Linked DNA regions of Mus musculus: all the other regions are linked to region 1. A link is a contact called in public Hi-C and HiChIP or PLAC-seq data. All regions are on one chromosome and are shown on one strand. The core of a region is the stretch at or near the end of the contact, and the rest is flanking DNA. Distances in the headings are between cores, read along the strand shown. Region 1 holds the start of Mn1 (meningioma 1). Region 2 has its middle 56 kb from the start of Gm36794. Region 3 has its middle 12 kb from the start of Gm36794. Region 4 overlaps Gm36794 (a long non-coding RNA gene).

The links. Hi-C and Micro-C count contacts between places; a contact is called where the count stands out from the background. HiChIP or PLAC-seq counts read pairs in DNA pulled down with a chosen protein or histone mark.
Region 2: a contact with region 1 is called in an H3K4me3 HiChIP or PLAC-seq map of embryonic forebrain, with 8 times the contacts expected there. The contact joins the enhancer-like site here to the promoter of Mn1 in region 1. A contact is called at or near these places in 6 of 39 promoter capture datasets (the 3T3-L1 cell line, cranial neural crest, hippocampal neurons and 2 more), 1 of 15 datasets of contacts at CTCF or cohesin (pro-B cells), 7 of 484 Hi-C or Micro-C datasets (embryonic stem cells, nephron progenitors, uterus and 1 more), 16 of 115 datasets of contacts at active chromatin or transcription factors (the NIH/3T3 cell line, craniofacial prominence, differentiating embryonic stem cells and 11 more) and 1 of 9 other capture datasets (embryonic stem cells).
Region 3: an H3K4me3 HiChIP or PLAC-seq map of craniofacial prominence shows a contact between it and region 1, with 7 times the contacts expected there. The contact joins the enhancer-like site here to the promoter of Mn1 in region 1. A contact is called at or near these places in 1 of 39 promoter capture datasets (the 3T3-L1 cell line), 2 of 484 Hi-C or Micro-C datasets (cerebral cortex and cortical neurons), 15 of 115 datasets of contacts at active chromatin or transcription factors (the NIH/3T3 cell line, SST interneurons, T-cell acute lymphoblastic leukemia and 11 more) and 1 of 9 other capture datasets (embryonic stem cells).
Region 4: a contact with region 1 is called in a Hi-C map of cerebellar granule neurons, with 3 times the contacts expected there. The contact joins the enhancer-like site here to the promoter of Mn1 in region 1. A contact is called at or near these places in 7 of 39 promoter capture datasets (the 3T3-L1 cell line, frontonasal cranial neural crest, hippocampal neurons and 2 more), 4 of 484 Hi-C or Micro-C datasets (cerebellar granule neurons, cerebral cortex, cortical neurons and 1 more), 15 of 115 datasets of contacts at active chromatin or transcription factors (SST interneurons, T-cell acute lymphoblastic leukemia, astrocytes and 11 more) and 1 of 9 other capture datasets (embryonic stem cells).

The regions. Positions count from the first base shown.
Region 1 is chr5:111,414,551-111,419,252 of GRCm38.p6, forward strand. It overlaps Mn1 (meningioma 1), which reads left to right and starts at 2,750. Exons shown (of 3, transcript NM_001081235.2): 1 at 2,750-3,113; 2 at 3,269-4,702. The coding sequence starts at 3,616.
Region 2 is chr5:111,999,899-112,004,600 of GRCm38.p6, forward strand. No RefSeq gene overlaps it. Among named protein-coding and RNA genes, the nearest start is that of Gm36794, 56 kb to the left of the region's middle. Within about 2 kb of position 2,458, at least 46 of the 459 cell types and tissues checked have an H3K27ac peak or open chromatin away from gene starts, as enhancers often do. A contact at or near this core is called in embryonic basal ganglia and embryonic forebrain, where this site is marked.
Region 3 is chr5:111,955,877-111,960,578 of GRCm38.p6, forward strand. No RefSeq gene overlaps it. Among named protein-coding and RNA genes, the nearest start is that of Gm36794, 12 kb to the left of the region's middle. Within about 2 kb of position 2,560, at least 9 of the 459 cell types and tissues checked have an H3K27ac peak or open chromatin away from gene starts, as enhancers often do. A contact at or near this core is called in cortical neurons, where this site is marked.
Region 4 is chr5:111,934,040-111,938,741 of GRCm38.p6, forward strand. Gm36794 (a long non-coding RNA gene) reads right to left here. Exons shown (of 5, transcript XR_880587.2): 3 at 2,520-2,594. Among named protein-coding and RNA genes, the nearest start is that of Gm42156, 8.0 kb to the right of the region's middle. Within about 2 kb of position 1,877, at least 22 of the 459 cell types and tissues checked have an H3K27ac peak or open chromatin away from gene starts, as enhancers often do. A contact at or near this core is called in cerebellar granule neurons and cerebral cortex, where this site is marked.

The DNA.
Region 1 (4,702 bases), core at 1,500-3,999:
AGGGCAGGGGTGAGGGCACCCAAAGGGCAGAGGCAACTGCACAGAGATACGTAGTTGCACACCCAGAGAGAGGTGGTGGCTGGGAGCAGACAACATCCACTTGAGTGCACACACACACACACACACACACACACACACACACACACACACCACAGTGGCCTCCAAAGATGCATGCATCTGCCATATATAGAAACACACAGGTGTAGGCTAGCCTCCTGGGGCAAGGACAAATGTAAGCGTAGTCCATTTATAGTGTTAAGGAAGGGGACCCTACCCACCCTCTTTCAGACACACACCCCAAAGTGCTGACTCTGGGAAAGAGCCTGGAAAATATATGCCCACCCCCTCCTCCCTTCAGATGTGGGGGCCCTCTACCAAAGAGTATGGAGTGACACCCCAAACCCTCAAACCAGTGCTTCCCAGACAGCAGGCCTGTGAGTCTTTCTTCCCAGCTCCTAACATCTCTTCCTAGTGCTCCAAACAGGCCCCCCCCCCACCACCTCCCGGTCCCCTCCAGAATACAAGACATTCCATCTCAACCTATTTAGAAGGCTACTGTCCGCAGGACAGAGGCACATGACCAGGTGTCACAGCTCTGCTACCTGGGGTCTCCTCCTGACATCTATTCCGGAACTCTTCCCCCTTTCTGCCCAGGAGGTTCAAGGGCCCTCAGCTCTGGGCCTGGAGGGTTAGTTGGGGGTGTCTAACGGGGTGCTCTTTCCTTTGTGCCTACACAGGCAAAGCCTCTGTCTTCTCGCTGGCTTTCCTTCCCTGTCACTTTGCTAAGTAATAATTTCCATGTCCAATTCCATTTCTTTTCTAGTTCTGAAACCTCTAAGCTATCAGCAAGAGGATAGTTCGCATGAAAACTAATTACACAAAATCAATATTTAATCACAGACCAACAACCTGATCCTGCAGAAAAATCCTTTTAAAACTCCACCACCCTGCACAAATACTTCTTCCCAATGCTTATTTATGGGCCCCGTTTTTTGGTGGGGGTAATTTTCATTTTTAATTTCAAAAGAAAAAAAAATCTGTAGACTGCAGGAAAAACCCGAGCTTGTTGCAGCTTCCTGAGAGCTTTTATTTCGAGTGTGTGAGGGTGGGGGTGGGGGTGAGTGAGTGTGTGGGGGATGGGTTTGTGTGTGTGAAAGAGTGTGTGTCTTGGGTGTGTGTGTGTGATTTCTTGAGACGTCTCTTGGGGCTTCCTGCCCCCCCTTCCTAAATCGAGCCCATTTTCCAACGTTTCTTTCCTCAGAAGCTCCAGGGAGTAATGAATCGGCCGCGAATGACACGGTAACTTTTAACTCATGCCCGCGACAGTGGAGTGCTTAATCTGAGGTTTTTAAATAAAAAGGGCTCCGGGTTGGTTTTATTATAACGTTTATTTCATTTCAGATTTCATGCGTAATTTAGCAAACGCTAGACAGACTTGGGCGATAAACACTTTCTTTTGTGGGGGGGGGGAAGGCATTTTTATACACCGTGCTTAATTTTATTTAGATTTAATAGCGATATCGGGGGCACTTCAACGAAAGTTTTTTTTTTTTCTTTTCCCCTCTTCTTTTAAGAATCCTGGCTTGCCAGCAAAATTGTCTCGCTTTATTTCATGACAAGGAAAATTAAAAGCCTTTCCGCCCCTCCTCCCCTACTTACACTTTGAGAGGAAAACTCGCACACGCATGCTGGCGCTTGGGTGCGCGCGCGTCCACAGAATAAACACCTCCACCTCCTATCACCTCCAACTTCTAACTTTTAATTGCAAGATAGATTTCAGCCTCTACTCCGTGAGGAGTAGAAAGATCTAAACAATTTTAAGTAAGATTATTGGGATAAATATTCCATATGAAATAGGGTAGGTATTAAATCACTCTTATTGATTTTAGTATCACAATCCAATTCCGTTCTTTGACCTCTTCAGTTTAATTGATCTTTTAAGGAGGCCAACTTCGCGCCCTTCAGGGCCTGGGCCTGCCTGCTTGTGGCCGCAGCAAGGTGTCGCCCCCACCCCCGCCCCCACCCCGTGCGCCCTTTGCGCGTCGCTCTCCTCAGGGTTTCGCATTGTCTCGCCTCGTCGCTCCCGCGCCGGGCTCACCCGAAGTGGCTCCACAAAGCGGCCGAGGGTGCGTGGCTTCTTCCCGGTGGAGCCAGCGGCAGAGAACCGGAAGCCGCGGACGGTGGGAGACTAGGGAAGGAGCGAGCCAGTCTCTGGTCGCAGAGACAACCTTACTTCGTGTTTCCCCTCGGCGATCACCTCGTGAACTTGCCAGGGCCGGCTCCCTGGGGCGCTGCCCCGGGCTGCAGCACAGGCGACACTTAGCGACTTTCCCTGGCGCGTCCGGGGACTCTGCCAGGCTACCCCATTGTCTGTGCGCCCCGCACAGCTCACCGCCCACCTCCCCGCCCCCTGCCCACCCCGCAGGTCGCGCTGGCTCCGGTTGGGGGTGGGGAGTTGAGAACAGCGTGAATGGGAAGGGGGCGGACAAAGCCTGGCTCCCGCCGTCGTCCTAGGCTCGCGCCCTCCCCAGCCGGGGGCACCTGGGGCGCACCCCCAACGCCGTAGCGCCGGACCCGGAGTAGCGCGGGTTGGTGGCCGGGCCTGCGCAGCCGGGACCCGGGACCACCTTAAGAGCGAGCCCCGCCCCCGAGCCCGCTCGGGCGGCGCTGATTGGTGCAGAGGTAATGGCTGGAATGGATTGCTGAAACGCAAAACTTGTTGCTGCTTCTCCCGGCGCCGGCGAGAGGCAGACGCGGAGCGGAATCCCGGACCTCGCAGCGCCTCGCCCGCCCCGCGCGCCCTGCTCGCCCGCGCGGCCCATTCCCGGGTCCGAGGGGACCCGTGGAGTGCGGAGGCGGGAACCACAGCTTCGGAACCGCCGGCCCCACGCCTCCCCTCCCGCGCGCGGCCCGAGACTCCCGCGAACTCGCGCGGCGACCGGCGATCGAGCCCGAGCCGCGGAGCCGCGGAGCCGCGCGTCTCCCGCAGCCTGCGTTCCCGCTCCGGCGCCCGCGTCTACTGCTGTGAATCCAGCACCGGCGATGAGGAGCGGAGCAGCCCGTCTTCCGAGCCGCTGAGGCTTTCGCCGCCGATCGCCCGCGGCCGACCGGAGGTGCGGGAGCCGGTGCGGCCCGGGAGCGGGGACTCGGGGCAGGGGAAGGACCAAGGGGCTCCGCTACGGCCCCAGCCGCCGCGCCGCGGACTCCAGAGGTGATCATTCTGCTCTTCCGTCCCCTTCCCTCCCCCCTATCTAACTTTTTGTCTCAGCTCGTCGGCCTCCAGGTCTCCTCTCCGCATACCCACCCGCGACCGTGCCATCGACCCGGGGCATGGGCCCCCCGACAAGGCTCCAGGAGGCGCCGCGGCCTCGCAAGACGTGAGAGGCCCGCTTGGGTCGATTTCGAGGTTCCGAAGAGCAGCGGAGAGAGCTCCTAGCCAGCGCCCGCGCGCTGGGCCGGGCGGCAGTGAGCGCTGCGCCCCGCGGTGCAGAACGTCCCGGAGCGCCGGAACCTCGGCTGAGGCGAGTACCTGGCCGGAGGCGCGCGGCGGAGCAGGCTGTCATGCCCTATTGATCCCCTCCCGCCCCCCCCCCGCCCCCCCCGCCCCCGCCAAGTATGTTTGGGCTGGACCAATTCGAGCCCCAGATCAACAGCCGGCACGCTGGTCAGGGCGAGGGGAACTTTAACGAAGCCGGACTGAGCATGAACGCCCACTTTAAGGCTCCTGCCTTCCACGCCGGGCCTCCTACTGGCCCCGTGGACCCTGCAATAAGCGCTCTGGGCGAACCCCCGATCTTGGGCTTGAACATGGAGCCCTACGGCTTTCATGCGCGCAGCCACTCCGAGCTGCACGCAGGGGGGCTGCAGGCGCAGCCTGTGCATGGCTTCTTCGGCGGTCAGCAGCCTCACCACAGCCATCCCGGAGGCCATCACCCGCACCAGCATCACCCCCACTTTGGGGGCAACTTCGGTGGTCCGGATCCAGGTGCCTCATGTCTGCACGGGGGCCGGCTGCTTGGCTACGGAGGTGCAGCGGGCGGCCTGGGCAGCCAGCCTCCCTTCGCAGAGAGTTATGAGCACATGGCGGAGAGCCAGGGGCCGGAGGGCTTCGGCCCGCAGCGGCCAGGAAACCTCCCGGACTTCCATAGTTCGGGCACCTCGGGCCACGCCGTGCCTGCCCCGTGCCTGCCTCTGGACCAGAGCCCTAACCGGGCTGCCTCTTTTCACGGCCTGTCCGCCTCTAGCGGCTCGGATTCTCACAGCCTGGAGCCCCGGAGGGTGACGAACCAAGGAGCCGTAGATTCCCTGGAATACAATTACCCGAGCGAGCCGCCCTCAGGACATTTTGACATGTTTTCACCCTCTGACTCTGAAGGGCAGCTGCCACATTATGCTGCGGGTCGCCAGGTTCCCGGGGGCGCTTTCCCGGGTGCTTCTGCCATGCCTAGAGCCTCAGGCATGGTGGGTTTGTCCAAAATGCACAGCCAGCCACCCCAGCCGCCTCCACAACAGCAGCAACCGCAGCACGGAGTGTTCTTCGAGAGGTTTGGCGGGGCCCGAAAGATGCCTGTGGGTCTGGAGCCTGCAGTGGGCTCCAGGCACCCGCTAATGCAGCCTCCCCAGCAGGCCCCACCACCCCCGCAGCAGCCGCCCCCGCAGCAGCAGCCGCCGCCACCGGGACTTCTGGTTCGACAGAATTCTT
Region 2 (4,702 bases), core at 1,208-3,707, 590 kb after region 1:
GGAGAATGTTAAATTCCAAAGCACACATGCACAGTGCTCCTGTGGCCTCACCCTAATCCCAGCTGTTCACTGTGCCTTCCTGCCATGGCTGACAGAAATCTCTCAGAGGGAGCTAAAACCATTCTTTCCTTCCTTAAGTCCCTTCTGTGAAACACTGTGGCCACTGCAGCACAAAGGTAACCAGCACGCTGCACACTCTTTAGATAAAACAAAACCCAGTAATAGTTGCCATTGTCTGGAGATCTCATCAGAGCCTTAAATCCTCCTTACTTTTGAGCTGATTTATTTACAAATAAATCAAAGGGGCTGATTTCTTTACAGCCAGAGAGTGGTGGGTGGGTGGTACTCCACAGGCCAATCTTTTCCCTCTACTTTAACGCCTGAGAATTCTCTGTGAGTTCCCTGCAGACAGGCAGCATCTGTGACTGGCCTGACCCCAGTTTCTGTTCCTGCAGCCTCAGATCCCTGCTTGGAAAAACCGTGCTTCCAGGGAATAAGTAGAGAATTGCAGGTGGGCTATGGTGGGGACACTCAGAGGAATCCTAGGTCCCAGCTGCCTCTTTGAGTTGGAATGGAACCAGGCTCCATCCAGTGTCTCCTTATTAAGCTAGTTGAATTCTCCTCCCATGAAAGGAGAGGATGAGAGGGGATTTAGAAAGAAGAGGACAGAATTGCAGAAGCAGAGAGGAAAGGGGTGAAAACTAAGAAACAAATGGAGGGTGAGAGGGACACCCCACCAGGGACCTCCACGGCCGGCCTGAGTGTCCTTCCCCCCCCCCCCCCCCGGTTCAGGATCACCACTGCATAAAAATGACTAGATGAGGCTATGGCCAGGCTGAAGAAGCAACTGTGGTTGAGTGAGATGGGTATTATAATAGATGAAGGACCAATGAGGACAAGCAAGATAAGGTGCCAAAGCAGACATTACTAGTTGATCACTGATATCCCCCCTCCCCATCACCAGGATGGGAAATTTCCTTGCCTTCCTGGTACTGAGAAATGCAGAATTTTCATGAAAAATAAGACCTATCTACCCCTCCCCTATGCTTCAAGGATTTTTACCTGATGTTGAGTTGCATACATACATGTCTGGGGGATAAGGACCTAGATAAACAAGTCAGTCGATCTTTGTGGTTGGCGAAGGTGGTGCAAAACATGGAGTGAGTGGTCACCAGAGAGATATCCTCTGAGCTGATTAAGCAAGAGCTCAAAGAAGCTGGTTTCTTTATTAATGGTGACCAACCAGAGTGTGGAGGGCAGAATGGGTGGCTCCTCACTGACCCGTCTTCCCCCTCTGCTTTAACAGCTGAGCACAAGTCACTGTGAGCCTCCCACGGGTCAGCCAGGAAGAAAGGGTCTCTAGGGAACCATCCCCTTCTTGACTCTCAAACCCTTCCCCAGGTCTCACTGTGGCATTCTTAAGAGACCCAGGGGACTTAGACCAATCATGTCTCCTCTCTGATAGTCTAATTCCATACTAAAGAAAATAAAGACATAGACCTTCTATTAAAGAGGTCAATGTGTGTCATCCACACCAAATAAGTCTCTCCCTCGGCCAAAGCAGACATTACTAGTTGATCGCTGATTCCCACACACACACACACACACACACACCCCTACTATGACCAGGATGGGAAATTTCCATGCCTTCCTGGTACTGAGAAATGAAGAATTTGCATGAAAAATAAAACCTGTCTGCCCCTCCTCAAGGCACAATATGCTGTGAGGGTTTTTACCTGATGTCGAGTTGGAAAGAACCCCCATTCTCTATTTTGCCCTGCAACTCAGGTTGACCTCATTGTCTATTGTATCCCCAGTACAAGAATCCCCACAGAAGCCACCTCACTGTCCTCACAGTGTGAGTCTACATGCCAAGCCAGGGGCTCAGTGCACGCACGCGCGGTGTGCACACAGTGTATGGGCCACTCCACTCTCCCTCTCCCTCCCTCTCTCCTGCCTGGACACAATTATGTTAAAAGAGCAATTAGCGACCTCTTAAGCCTGATGGCCTACTCCCCCATTAATCTCTTGCAATTATAAACCCCAAATCTTCACAACAATTGGTCCCAGATGCCCACTAGAGGGAACGCTAATCGCCTCTTTCCCAGCTGAAACCAGCTGTTCGGCTTCAGTTTCTGGGTCAGGGAGAGAGATGAGAGGTCACACGTGGCCGAACGGTCAGATGCCGCCTGGGTGGAGATCCTGCAGAAGAGACACCCTTAGGGGCCTCGGGAGCACCCTGGGAAGGCATCTCTCTTTACTTTGGCTGCCTGCACACCCGGGTCTGCAGTCAGCCTGGGCCGGTATCTCCCCGCACTCCGAGCCACTCTGATTCCTCATTATGAACACACGCTAATTACTGCAGATAATTAGCTCTTCACAACCACCCGGCCGAGGCGCTCCAGACAAAGAGGCTCAGGAGGCTGTGGACATGGCTGGTCGCCTCCGGCCCACAGCCAGCACCAGAGCACCCTGCCAGCTGACCCTAGGTTTGGGGGAGGAGGCGTGAACTAAGGTGAAGGCCTAGGTCAATGGCGCTTAAGGCGCACAGCCCCTGCTGCTGCGGGCAGAACCGATTCAGACCTCAGCACTGCAGCTAATTAAATCAATATGAGATAATGAACGGCAATTAGAGGTCCAGCTAGGCACATCTTCTCTTGTAAATACTGTTTCTCTCCCAACGGGGAGCTCTTTCTTAATAATCTGTTTGTGTTTCATTTCCAGGAACTGTAATTCCCCTAAGAAGCTCCTGGGGAAGTGATTTGTTTGTCTGTATAACCACGAAACCCGTTCCTCTGGACTCGCCTGCCACTGCCTCTGCACATACATGATCGGCTTCTTACTATTTTAGGTTTCTTTTGGTTTGTTTTAATTTCTGACCTGTCCAGGGAGCCCATGCAGAGGTCTCAGCCCTCAAAGAAAACACCAATAAATCCCTGAAAGGGGTGGGGGGGGGGCAGGGGGAAAGGTCACAGGGCCGAGGACTCCCATTACATGGAGGGGAAAACTGAGGTAAGGCAACCACAAGAGTGATGAGCCAGTCAGGTAGTCTCCTCTGCCATTCAGACTCTCACCCCACCCCCACCTGGTACCCGGGGTCATGATAAGAAGCCTTCTGCCCTCCAGGAGCTAACAAATTTGTCTAGCAAGACAGACTAAGGCACATAACAATTAGAGAGCAATTAGGCACCTAATTGTGTGGTACCAATAAGCTCGGGGTTCAGTGAGGGTTCGGGGACTAGGGAGAAACAGCAGCATCAGGGCCCGGGCCTCTTCGTTTTCAGTGTTTCCCATCAGACCCTGCTTTCTGAGTCCTGGGTTTTTATTTCTTCACTTAGGGGTTCCATGGTACCCTAAAGTCAATGTGTCTAAAGCAGCCTCACGGCCACCCCACCCCCGCCTAACTGCTCCTGCTCCTCAGCTCATTTCCCTTAGAGAATTAGCCACGCCCACAGCAGAGCTGAAATCAGGCATAAAGAATGGAACTGTGCCCTTTGCAGGAAAATGCATGGGGAATCGACATCATTGCGTTAAGTGGGATAAGCCTGCTCAGAAGGACAAATGCTGCAGAGACATCGAATTTTAATGTGTGTGTGTGCCTCTGTGTGTGTGTGTGCCTGTGTGTATGTATATATGTGTGTGTGCCTCTGTGTGTGTATATAAATATATATGTGTGTGTATGCATATATGTGTGTGTATGCATATATGTGTGTGCCTCTGTGTGTATATAAATATATGTGTGTGCCTCTGTGTGTGTGTGTGCCTGTGTGTGTATATAAATATATGTGTGTGTGCCTGTGTGTGTATATATGTGTATGTGTGTATGTATGCCTCTATGTGTATATATATGTGTATATGTGTGTATATATAAATATATATGTGTGTGTGTGTGCATTGTGTGTGTATATATATGTTTGTATATGTGTGTGTGCTTCTGTGTGTGTGTATAAATATATGTGTGTGTATACATATGTGTGTGTGCCTGTGTGTATAAATATATGTGTGTGTGTGCCTGTGTGTGAGTGTGTGTGTATGTGTATATATGTGTGTGTGTGTGTATATATATATATATATGCATTTGTGGGTGTGTATATAAATATATGTGTGTGTGCCTGTGTGTGTGTGTGTATATATATATATATATATATATATATATATATATATGTGTGTGTGTGTGTGTTTGTGTGTGTGTGTGTGTGTGTGTGTGTGCACTTGTGTACTCACACACACACATCTACTACACGGGAAAAAAGAAAGACTTTATGGGGAAAGCTAGAGGTCTCAAGGGAGGGACACAGAGTCAGGGGAGGGAGCAATGGGTGGAAAAAGACAGACATCACACATTTGTTCTCACAGACTTAAGCATGGATACACATGGAATGGAAACAGAGGAGGGATCCATGGGGGAGAAGGGACTGGAATGGAGAGGGGGGAGGCAGTGGAGGGAGGGTAGCAGCAACAGGAGGAGTTGGCCCTACGTGATGATGTCATACTCAGTGACACACATGCTCACTGAAATGTAGTCGGAAGAGGTAGCATATTGCTTGTGAGAAGTATGAGCCTTTTCCACAAGGCTTCCATCTCTCCTGGCTGGAACTGGCCTGAACTAGCTGGCCCCTAGACTACCCCAGTGTCCCAGCAAACCTTATGGAGAATGAAAAGTCCCAGAGAAGCAACCCACCCTGTCCCAGGACTCAATCAG
Region 3 (4,702 bases), core at 1,310-3,809, 540 kb after region 1:
TCCTTGCTATCGTGTGAACAGGGGGCTTCCTGGACAGGATCCAATGTCTAAATAGGTGTCAGGAGGTGGAGAGTGGATCTGGAAGAAGTGAAGTTGGCAACCAGGGGTTGAAGCCGAAGGGGAAACTTCACAGTAAGCAAGGACCAGGTTGGCACCAGGATAACGTGTGGGGCACAGAGGCAGTGAGAGGGATCCCCATGTTGGAGACTGGGCAGTGGAACTTCTCAAGATGACAAAAGACTTGCTGCATCCACACACCCACAGCAGCTGCAGGCTGGTGCTGGATTTCTGGTCCTGGTGATGAAAACCCAGGGTCCTCTGGACAAATCCTGGAGACGAGACTGTCTCTCAGTAAGAGTCTGACTGAAAATGCACCTCTCTTTGCAAGGTGAATTTTCAGTCATCATTCCTAAGGGCAGAGATCTAGTGGCATATATATGTAGTGAGCTGAGATGCACAGAACATACCAAAGACCCATCTGACCTCCACAATGGCACCAGATGACAGTTCTGCCATCAGTGGAGAGAGTGACACCAGGAACCCTGGACACAGGAATAGTCTCACACCAAGGATGGCTTAGGAGGAGTTCTTGGAAGTGTGAAGTTCCCCATGGTAGGGTCACACCAGTGACAATCCCACCCACACTTCTGAGCCTGGACTTTAAATCTACCTTACACACAAAGTCTTGCCTACACAGACTCCAATACAGAGACTTTAGTGGACTGTAGTGGCAGAGTAACTTGCAGCAAACAGTAGGACTTTGTTTTATCCAAAACTCCATTATTGAACAATCCAGGCACCGGCCCCGAAGCTGATGAGGGAGTGAGATCTGCAGCCAGCACACTTATAGGACAAAATGTTAGCAGTCTTATGTGCCTACAATCCCCACTCACCCTGAGAAGCAGGCACCAGCCACACTTGCTTTCCCAGTGCCTCAAGCTCACCTCAGTCTCAATAATCTGCATATTAGGTAGATTTCATTTTATATAAACTATCTTCATCTCATCCCACCTTAGCATTACAGTCTGGGAATTAGATCGACTTTTAAGAATTATCTGTGTATTTAGGCAAAATATATGCTTTGTTTCAGAAGGATAAAATTAATGTCATAAATAGCCTCTCTGTCCTGGGCTAGTTCTTAGATTCATGGGGCAATACTGACCCTCAAGTGGTACTGCTTGGAACCCTAGATGTGTGTGTCACAATTGACAGGATAGCCACACTCAAGGGATTGCCCTGAGTCCCACAAAGACTTTACATGTTTTTCAGGGCGTCCACGGAGGTGAGTCTTTTGAGATCACCCTCTGGCCTCACACTTTGAAGGATCAGCAGCAGCCTGCTGTTCTGGAGCCTGAAGGACTTGACTCAGGACCACCTCTTGCCTCTCCTCCTCTGCAGAATAACAGAGTGTAGGTTCAGGCGCTGCCTGCAGTTGGGAGAACTTTGACAACAGGTAGCCAAGGACTTGTGTGGCCAAGGCAGAGCGGAAAGTCTGGGAACCTTCTCCGAGTGTACCCTCCTTCGCTTGTTGGTCCCGCCCTGGACTTTCTGCCGAAGCTTAGGAGAGCCTGTGGGCAAATGCTTTCACTGCAGAGTGTAAAATGGCACACAAGCTGCCACTGTGGCTCACACTTGCAGCCCTGACACCTGGGAAGCAGAAATGGGGGCAAGTTCTGGGCCAGGCAAGACTATGTAGCAACACTTTGTCTCAAAACGAGAGGTCTCAAAACCTTTAAGGAGAAAGAAAGCAAGTGCCCTTCACCTCAGCCTGCCTACACATCAGACTCTCTGAGAGTCCCGTTCACACAATTTCATGAACCGACTGTTGAGAAGGCAGGCTCGGAAAAGTTCAGACAGCAGATTTCAATCACACAACTAAGGAATCCTGGCGCTGGTGTTCGAAGTCCCACCCCCATGAGCGCACAGCCAAAGTGCCTTCCGCTGTGTGGTCCACAGGGCTTCGCTTCGCGGAGCACAGGCGTCCCCTCCGTCTCCGTCTCTCCCAGGGATGCCTGATAGTCCGCCTGGTCTCTACATCGACTCGAGTTGTTCTCGGTCATGGACGGCAAGCTGAGTGACTGGGACGTGTGACACTTGCTTAGCTGCGTGGCTCCGAGGAAGGCTCCGGGGCCATCCGTGTAGCGTGTCTGCATGGCCGGTTTACACGCTTCTTCTGGTTATAGCCGTCTCTATCCCGCGGCCCGCACACTCAATTTCAATTCAAAGTTTGGCAGTGAAGGTGTCACGGCTAAAAAATGGAATGGCCTCCCTCCGAAATGAAATAATTTTGTTGTTCAGTTCCGAGCGATTTTGTAATTTCATGCTTGTGTATGATAATTTTATGCTGTCCTGCCTCACGTAACTCAGTTCTGGCAGATCCTGACAGGTGATAAATACAATCTTTTCCGCCCCGCATGCGACAGGCCGGTGCGAAAGGGGGGAGGGAAAGATGGCAATTTCGCATCTGAGGCCAGAGCGCGCCCGCAGCCTGTGGAGGCCCCATTCTTTCATAATTTCACGCCTGGATTCCAGCCGGCGCCACCTCTGTTGTGGCTGAAGGACCCAGGGGTCAAGGGAGCCTTCCGGAAAGTAGAATGGTGTTGGGCAGGGGCCAGGGAGCCAGTGGAGGGAGGGGAGAGGAGAAAGTGGTGGCTGCCTGCCATGGTGTGTCCCAGGCTGGCGAGCAGGGCAGACTGGATCTGGGGCACTGATCCTGGCCGCACTCTGTCCTTGCGTACACATGGAGAATGGGTACTTTTAGCAGATAATCTTGTCTGCAGGAATTTGTGAAATCTTCCAAAGGTGGTTGTTTCTCTCTCTCTCTCTCTCTCTCTCTCTCTCTCTCTCTCTCTCTCTCTCTCTCTCTCTCGCTCTCTCTCTCTCTCTCTCTGTGTGTGTGTGTGTGTGAGAGAGAGAGAGAGAGACAGAGAGAGACAGACAGAGACAGAGAGAGGGAGAGACAGAGAGAGACAGAGAGTCAGAGGGACAGAGGTAGACAGACACACAGAGAGAAACACAGAGACAGAGAGAACAGATAGAGAGACAGAGACACAGAGTGGGAGACAGAGACCGACACGCACACATACCACGGGGGTGGGGGGGATGGATTTTGACTTAGTGTCTGTCACCAAGGCCTGTATAACTGTTCCTTAGCCCTGGCCCTGAAAAAGGCCTGTCTTCTGGAGAATAAATAAAGAGAAGAATGCTCAGGAAGGCCCTTCGGTCCTCAGGGTGTCAGCATGGCTGATGGGGGAGCTAAAGTGTGAGCCCTGTACTAGTACACGCCCGCACATTACCTTGGCTGGACCAGTCCCTCATTCAACCCCACCTTACACAGGAAGTTCCTTTTTTGTTATAGTAAGGACAAGGGGGCTCCCTGAGCCTGAACACTTGCTATCAGAGACAATATTTGTCCACCAGTTGTATACCAGGATGGCCTGAGCAGACAGTCATTGGCTCTGTCTAACCTCCAGTGTCTCTGGGCTATGCTGACTAAAAAAATCCTCATTTTATAGATGGCAAAACTGAGGCTGAGTTGACAGATTACTGTGTCATCTCTCCCTCTCTCTCTCTTTTTTTTTTTAGGTATTTATTTCATTTACATTTCCAATGCTATCCCAAAAGTCCCCCACACGCTCCCCTACCCACTCCCCCACCCACCCACTCCCACTTCTTGGCCCTGGCATTCCCCTGTACTGAGGCATATAAAGTTTGCACGACCAATGGACCTCTCATTCCACTGATGGCTGACTAGGCCATCTCCTGATACATATGCAGCTAGAGACAGGAGCTCCGGGGGGGTTACTGGTTAGTTCATATTGTTGTTCCACCTATAGGGTTGCAGATCCCTTTAGCTCCTTGGATACTTTCTCTAGCTCCTCCATTGGGGGCCCTGTGATCCATCCAATAGCTGACTGTGAGCATCCACTTCTGTGTTTGCTAGGCCCCGGTATAGTCTCACAAGAGACAGCTATATCTGGGTCCTTTCAGCAAAATCTTGCTAGTGTATGCAATGGTGTCAGGGTTTGGAAGCTGGTTATGGGATGGATCCCCGGATATGGCAGTCTCAAGATGGTCCATCCTTTCGTCTCAGCTCCAAACTTTGTCTCTGTAACTCCTTCCATGGGTGTTTTGTTTCCAATTCTAAGAAGGGGCAAAGTGTCCACACTTTGGTCTTCGTTCTTCTTGAGTTTCATGTGTTTCGCAAATTGTATCTTATATCTTGGGTATTCTACGTTTCTGGGCTAATATCCACTTATCAGTGAGTACATATCATGTGAGTTCTTTTGTGATTGGGTTACCTCACTCAGGATGATGCCCTCCAGGTCCATCCATTTGCCTAGGAATTTCATAAATTCATTCTTTTTAATAGCTGAGTAGTACTCCATTGTGTAAATGCACCACATTTTCTGTATCCATTCCTCTGTTGAGGGGTATCTGGGTTCTTTCCAGCTTCTGGCTATTATAAATAAGGCTGCTATGAACATAGTGGAGCATGTGTCCTTCTTACCGGTTGGAACATCTTCTTGATATATGCCCAGAAGAGGTATTTTGGGATCCTCCAGTAGTACTATGTCCAATTTTCTGAGGAACTGCCAGACTGATTTCCAGAGTGGTTGTGCAATCCTGCAATCCCACCAACAATGGAGGAGTGTTCCTCTTTCTCCACATCCTCACCAGCATCTGCTGTCACCTGAATCCT
Region 4 (4,702 bases), core at 627-3,126, 520 kb after region 1:
TATCCCTTTCTTTATCCTTCCTTCCTGTCTGTCCTTCTGTCCTTCCCCCTCCCTCCCTTTCTTTCTTCCCTTCCATTCCTTCCTCCATCCCTTTCCTCCCTTACTCCTTCCCCTCCCCTCACTTCCTTTCTTCCTTCTTCCCTCCCTTCGTACTTCCTTGTTTCTTTCCATTAGATGGCTTTTCCTAGGTAGACCTAAGACATCCCACAGAGAGCTTGGGTGTTGGCGGGGGAATCAGAAGCATGGTTGACCCAAGGCTGCTGTTGCACTGAAGAGTCCAGCCACAGCGTGGTAGGGGCAGCGGCCACCCAGTCAGCCTTCTACCTCTGATATAAGCTTAGGGTGGGCCTCCATGAGGAACTACTGAAGCCATGGACGACATGACTCTAACAGAAAATGTTCACAGGTTCAGTCTCATGATGTCTCCTGACCCAGTCACAGATGCTCTGATAACCTTCTCCGCAGAGGATGTCCCTGCACAGCTCACGAACCTCCCGAAGGCAGGAGTATGGTGCTCTGGGTACGTGGGGCTCAGGGTGCGAGACACTGTCTGGGTTTGTATGACACCAGAGTCTTCCAGAGAAGCCAGGAGGACAGTCTGCTCCAAACCAACAGGGGTTCCTACCCATGGGTCTTCGGCCTATGTGGGGACATGGGGCGCTTTGCCCACATAGTGGGCACACAAAATAAATACAGTCAGAACCACATGTGGATCACCTAACCATGCCTCAAGCGTGGGTCCCGGAATGAAGTGGGCTGAATGTGAAGACCTGAAGGTCCCAGGAGATTCTGCCCTCTTTTGCTTCTTCTGTTCCCAATGACCCCTCCCTGCATCCCCACAGGACTCACTCACAGGGTGGGGGGTGATAGAGACTTTGAGTCAGGCCTTCCAGCTGAGGCTTTTTTTCCACAGACCTTTAGCTGGTGGACTTGGAGCAGAGGCTTTGCTGGCTAGTGCTCCCAGACTCTAACCTATGCTCTCAAGTAGTGTGCCGAGAGTCCGCCATCCCCATGTCCTGAGCACGGCTCACTTACCATCGCTGTACCCAGCTACAGATGGGGAGACTGAGGCTGTAGGCTATCCTGTGGTATACTAGGTATACTTTCCTGGTGGGCCAGGAAAGGTAACCTGGGCCTAGACTCCACCATGGACAGGCTGTCTTTCAGTACTCTGTGTACCAATGCAGGAGTACTGACTCCATACCATGTAAGTACCACTCCCCCTCCATGATTCCTATCACCTTGACTTCCTGTGGAATCGGATCTTTACTGGCACCAACTCATGAGGGGTGACGGACAACAGAAAGAGAGGACTCAGAACCCCTGATGCCTTGGAACACCAGGCAGGCTGGCACCCCAAGGACCCTGGGCACAGTTCCCTGTGTGCCTGCCTGGTGCCAGCAGGCAGATGGGTCTGTTGGCCAGTCTTGCCAACCAGCCAGCTGGCCCTGAGCACCTTGTGGTTGGCACCTCAGCCACTGGGATGGGCCATGGGCCTGCCTGCAATAGGCATGGGGCTGGCTGTGTGGAGCAGATGGGCCGGCCGCTCCATTGGCTGTCCACAAAGCTGCCAGCTGGCTGATGCCTGGGCACCTCTGGGCTGGCATCACCATCAGGATGCTGCTGTGTTAGCTTTGAGGGATGGGCAGCTGGCACAGAAGCATGCCTTGGCCCCTCCCAGTTAGTCTGTTAAATGCCCCAGGGTCTGGGCTGTAAGGGAACAAAGCCAGGTTCTACCAGGCTGGATGTGGAAGAGGACAGATCTTCTGTGCTCTGGAATTTGCCTTGGTTTTGCACAAGGACAGGATTCCAGGGGACAACCCACATCCTTGTCATCGAATCTAGCACCCCAGCATCACTCAGCTGTCAGAGAAGCTATGTCCCCTGCCAGCCCCTAAGGCTATGCCAGCCCTCCATCTGCCCCTGGTCAGCTGGCAGCCTGTCTCTTCTTCAGTTTGGCTATTTAAAAATTCCACTTCCTTGGACAGAAGAGGCCCAGACTGGGGATGCTCTATGGAAACCCAGGGGAGGGGGAGTCCCTCACAGCATGGGATCCAACAACTATTCCCTCTTCCCTCTGACCTCTGACCTCTGATATGAGCCAGACACTAGCAGCCTGGAGAAGCCAAGGCACCTGTCTCTAGTTAGGGTTTGCCTGCTGTGAGCAGACACCATGACCAAGGCAACTCTTATAAGGACAACATTTAATTGGGGCTGGCTTACAGGTTCAGAGGTTCAGTCCATTATCATCAAGACTGGAACATGGCAGCACCCAGGCAGGCATGGTGCAGGAGAAGCTGAGAGTTATACATCTACATCTGCAGGCCTCTAAGAGAAGACTCACTTCCAGGCAGCTAGGATGAGGGTATTAAAGCCCATGCCCACAGTGACACACCTACTCCAACAAAGCCACACCTACTCCAACAAGGCCACATCCCCTAATAATTCCACTCCCTGGGCCAAGCATACACAAACCATCACAGCACCCAACAAAAACACACAGTGAAGATGCTCCTTACTTGATCAGTGGTCGCCCAGACATCCAAGGAAATATGGTGGCTTCTCCACAAATGCATATCACCACCATGTATTCACTGAAAGGAGCAGAAAAAGATTTTAGGTTGGGTTCAGTGGTAGATCCATTGCTATGCTATGACCTCTGGGGAGAGTCTTCACAGAGACTAAGGGAAAGAAAGAGGGACAGAGTGGGGAGAGAGGGCAGACAGATGGATGGACAGGGGGATTTCACAAGTTGATGCTGACATTCTGTGTACAGTTTCCAGTACTTGAGGTGATGTGATAGCATTAATATTGTCCCCTAAAAGGTCATCCAGGTCCTTACTGCCTGGACTGGAGAGGGAGACGTGATTAGGAGATAAAGCATTTGCCAATGTGGATGACCTCCAGGTACCTAGGGTTGGCCTTCATCCAGTATAACTGCATCCTTCTAAATAGAGTTTCTTTGATACATAGGCACAGACAGAGGATTGGGGGTTAGGTTATGGTGTGTCCTGCATCCACTCCGCCACAGGTCTCAGGTCACTTGAGGAGGTGGCATGCGGGAGTTTTGACTGTGCTTACCCCACACTGGTGCTGGGCAGGTGTCAGGCTATGAGAAGCTGCTGGACACCACTCTGGGGACTGGGGGGGGGGTGCAGTCTGATTTCCTGGGGACCAGTCTGAGCTGGCCCAGAAACAAAGGGGAAAAGAGGGGAGAGCTCCGGCTGGGTCCTGCAGGGTGGAGAGTCCTTGGATTGTTCAACAGGCAACTTGGCTTGGTGGAGGCCATGGCTGAGAGGGCTTCTGCAGATTAGAATGGCTCTTCAGGCGAAGACCTGCTCCATTGCTACCCATGGCAGATTTCGATGAAAGGGGACAGCCCATGGTTTTAAGGCATTTATTGTCATGGCAGAGAATGTGATGAATAAAGCCGTACCCCACTTTCTCAGGGCAGATCTTTTGCAGGGAGGAGTGTCTGGGAAGGAGAGTTTATTGGCTAAGCCTCTCATTAAAATGGAGATCTGTCTTGAGGCTATGTGACCTGTGGTCATGTCCTCTACCTGTGGAGGGGCTTGGGGCACTGCCCTTTCATGACTGATGGCCCCAAATCTATGGAGAGCTGTGGCCTCATGCCAGGAGCCTGGTGTCCAGGAGGGTGGCAAAATGCCTACTGTCCCTTGCAGGGTTATCCCCTGCAGGGTCATCGGGGTTTCAAGCCTTAGCTCAACCGGAAACCAGGCTGCCTTCCATGGTCCTACAATTGGATCTGTAAAGGACACCAAGACCACTATGGGGTGGGGGAGCTAGAAGGACCCAGCAAGGTTTTCCCCATGTTCCACCCTATAAGCCCTTCCCCCACATCCCTTCCCTCCATGCCTCTGCCCATGGTATTCTGTTCTGAAGCCCCAGTTGGGAAGTGTAGGAAGGAGCTGTCTTCCAGAGGTAACCTGTGGCCCAGGTTTCCCAAAGGACTCTGGACACCCTTACACACCAGCACCATCAATGCCTTCCCTAATCCTACACCATCATGTTCTGCATAAAGAAAAGAAGACAGAAACACACAGGGCTGAGCTAGGAGGTGCTGTCCAGGTTGAAAGTTTGAAAACTCAACCAGTCAGGGATAAGCAGCAACTCCCTTTCAATGCTCAGGGTCTAGGCAAGCTGGGAAGACAAGGGGTCTAGCCCCAGACCCATCTATAGTGGAGAAGCTGCTCGACCCTGAAGTCTCCACTGGAAGGCAAGTGAAAATACAGATAAGGCAATTTTTAAAAAACAAAAACAAAAGCAAAACTCATTTTATCCTAGAAATGCACTAGCAGGGCAACCTGGGACACACATCAAATTATGGACAAGTTCTAGCTAAGATGTTGGAGCAGCTGCTCTGCAAAACTGATAAAGGCTGGGGAGATGACTCTGTCAGTAAAGGCACTTGCCACACAAGCGGGAGGAGCTGAGTTCCACCACAAGGAGCCATGCAGGAAGCTGAGTGGGGTGTCCTGGGGTTGTAATTCTGGCTGGGGAGGTGAGGACAGCTGAGTACCTGGCCAGCCTCTTTGCCAAATCCCAGAGGCCTTGTCTGAAAAACCAAGTGGACAGTGTGCCTGACACACTGTACCCAGCCCACACACATGTGCATGCGTGCACACACACACACACATACACAGATACAAACATACACACATATACATGAGTGCACACACAC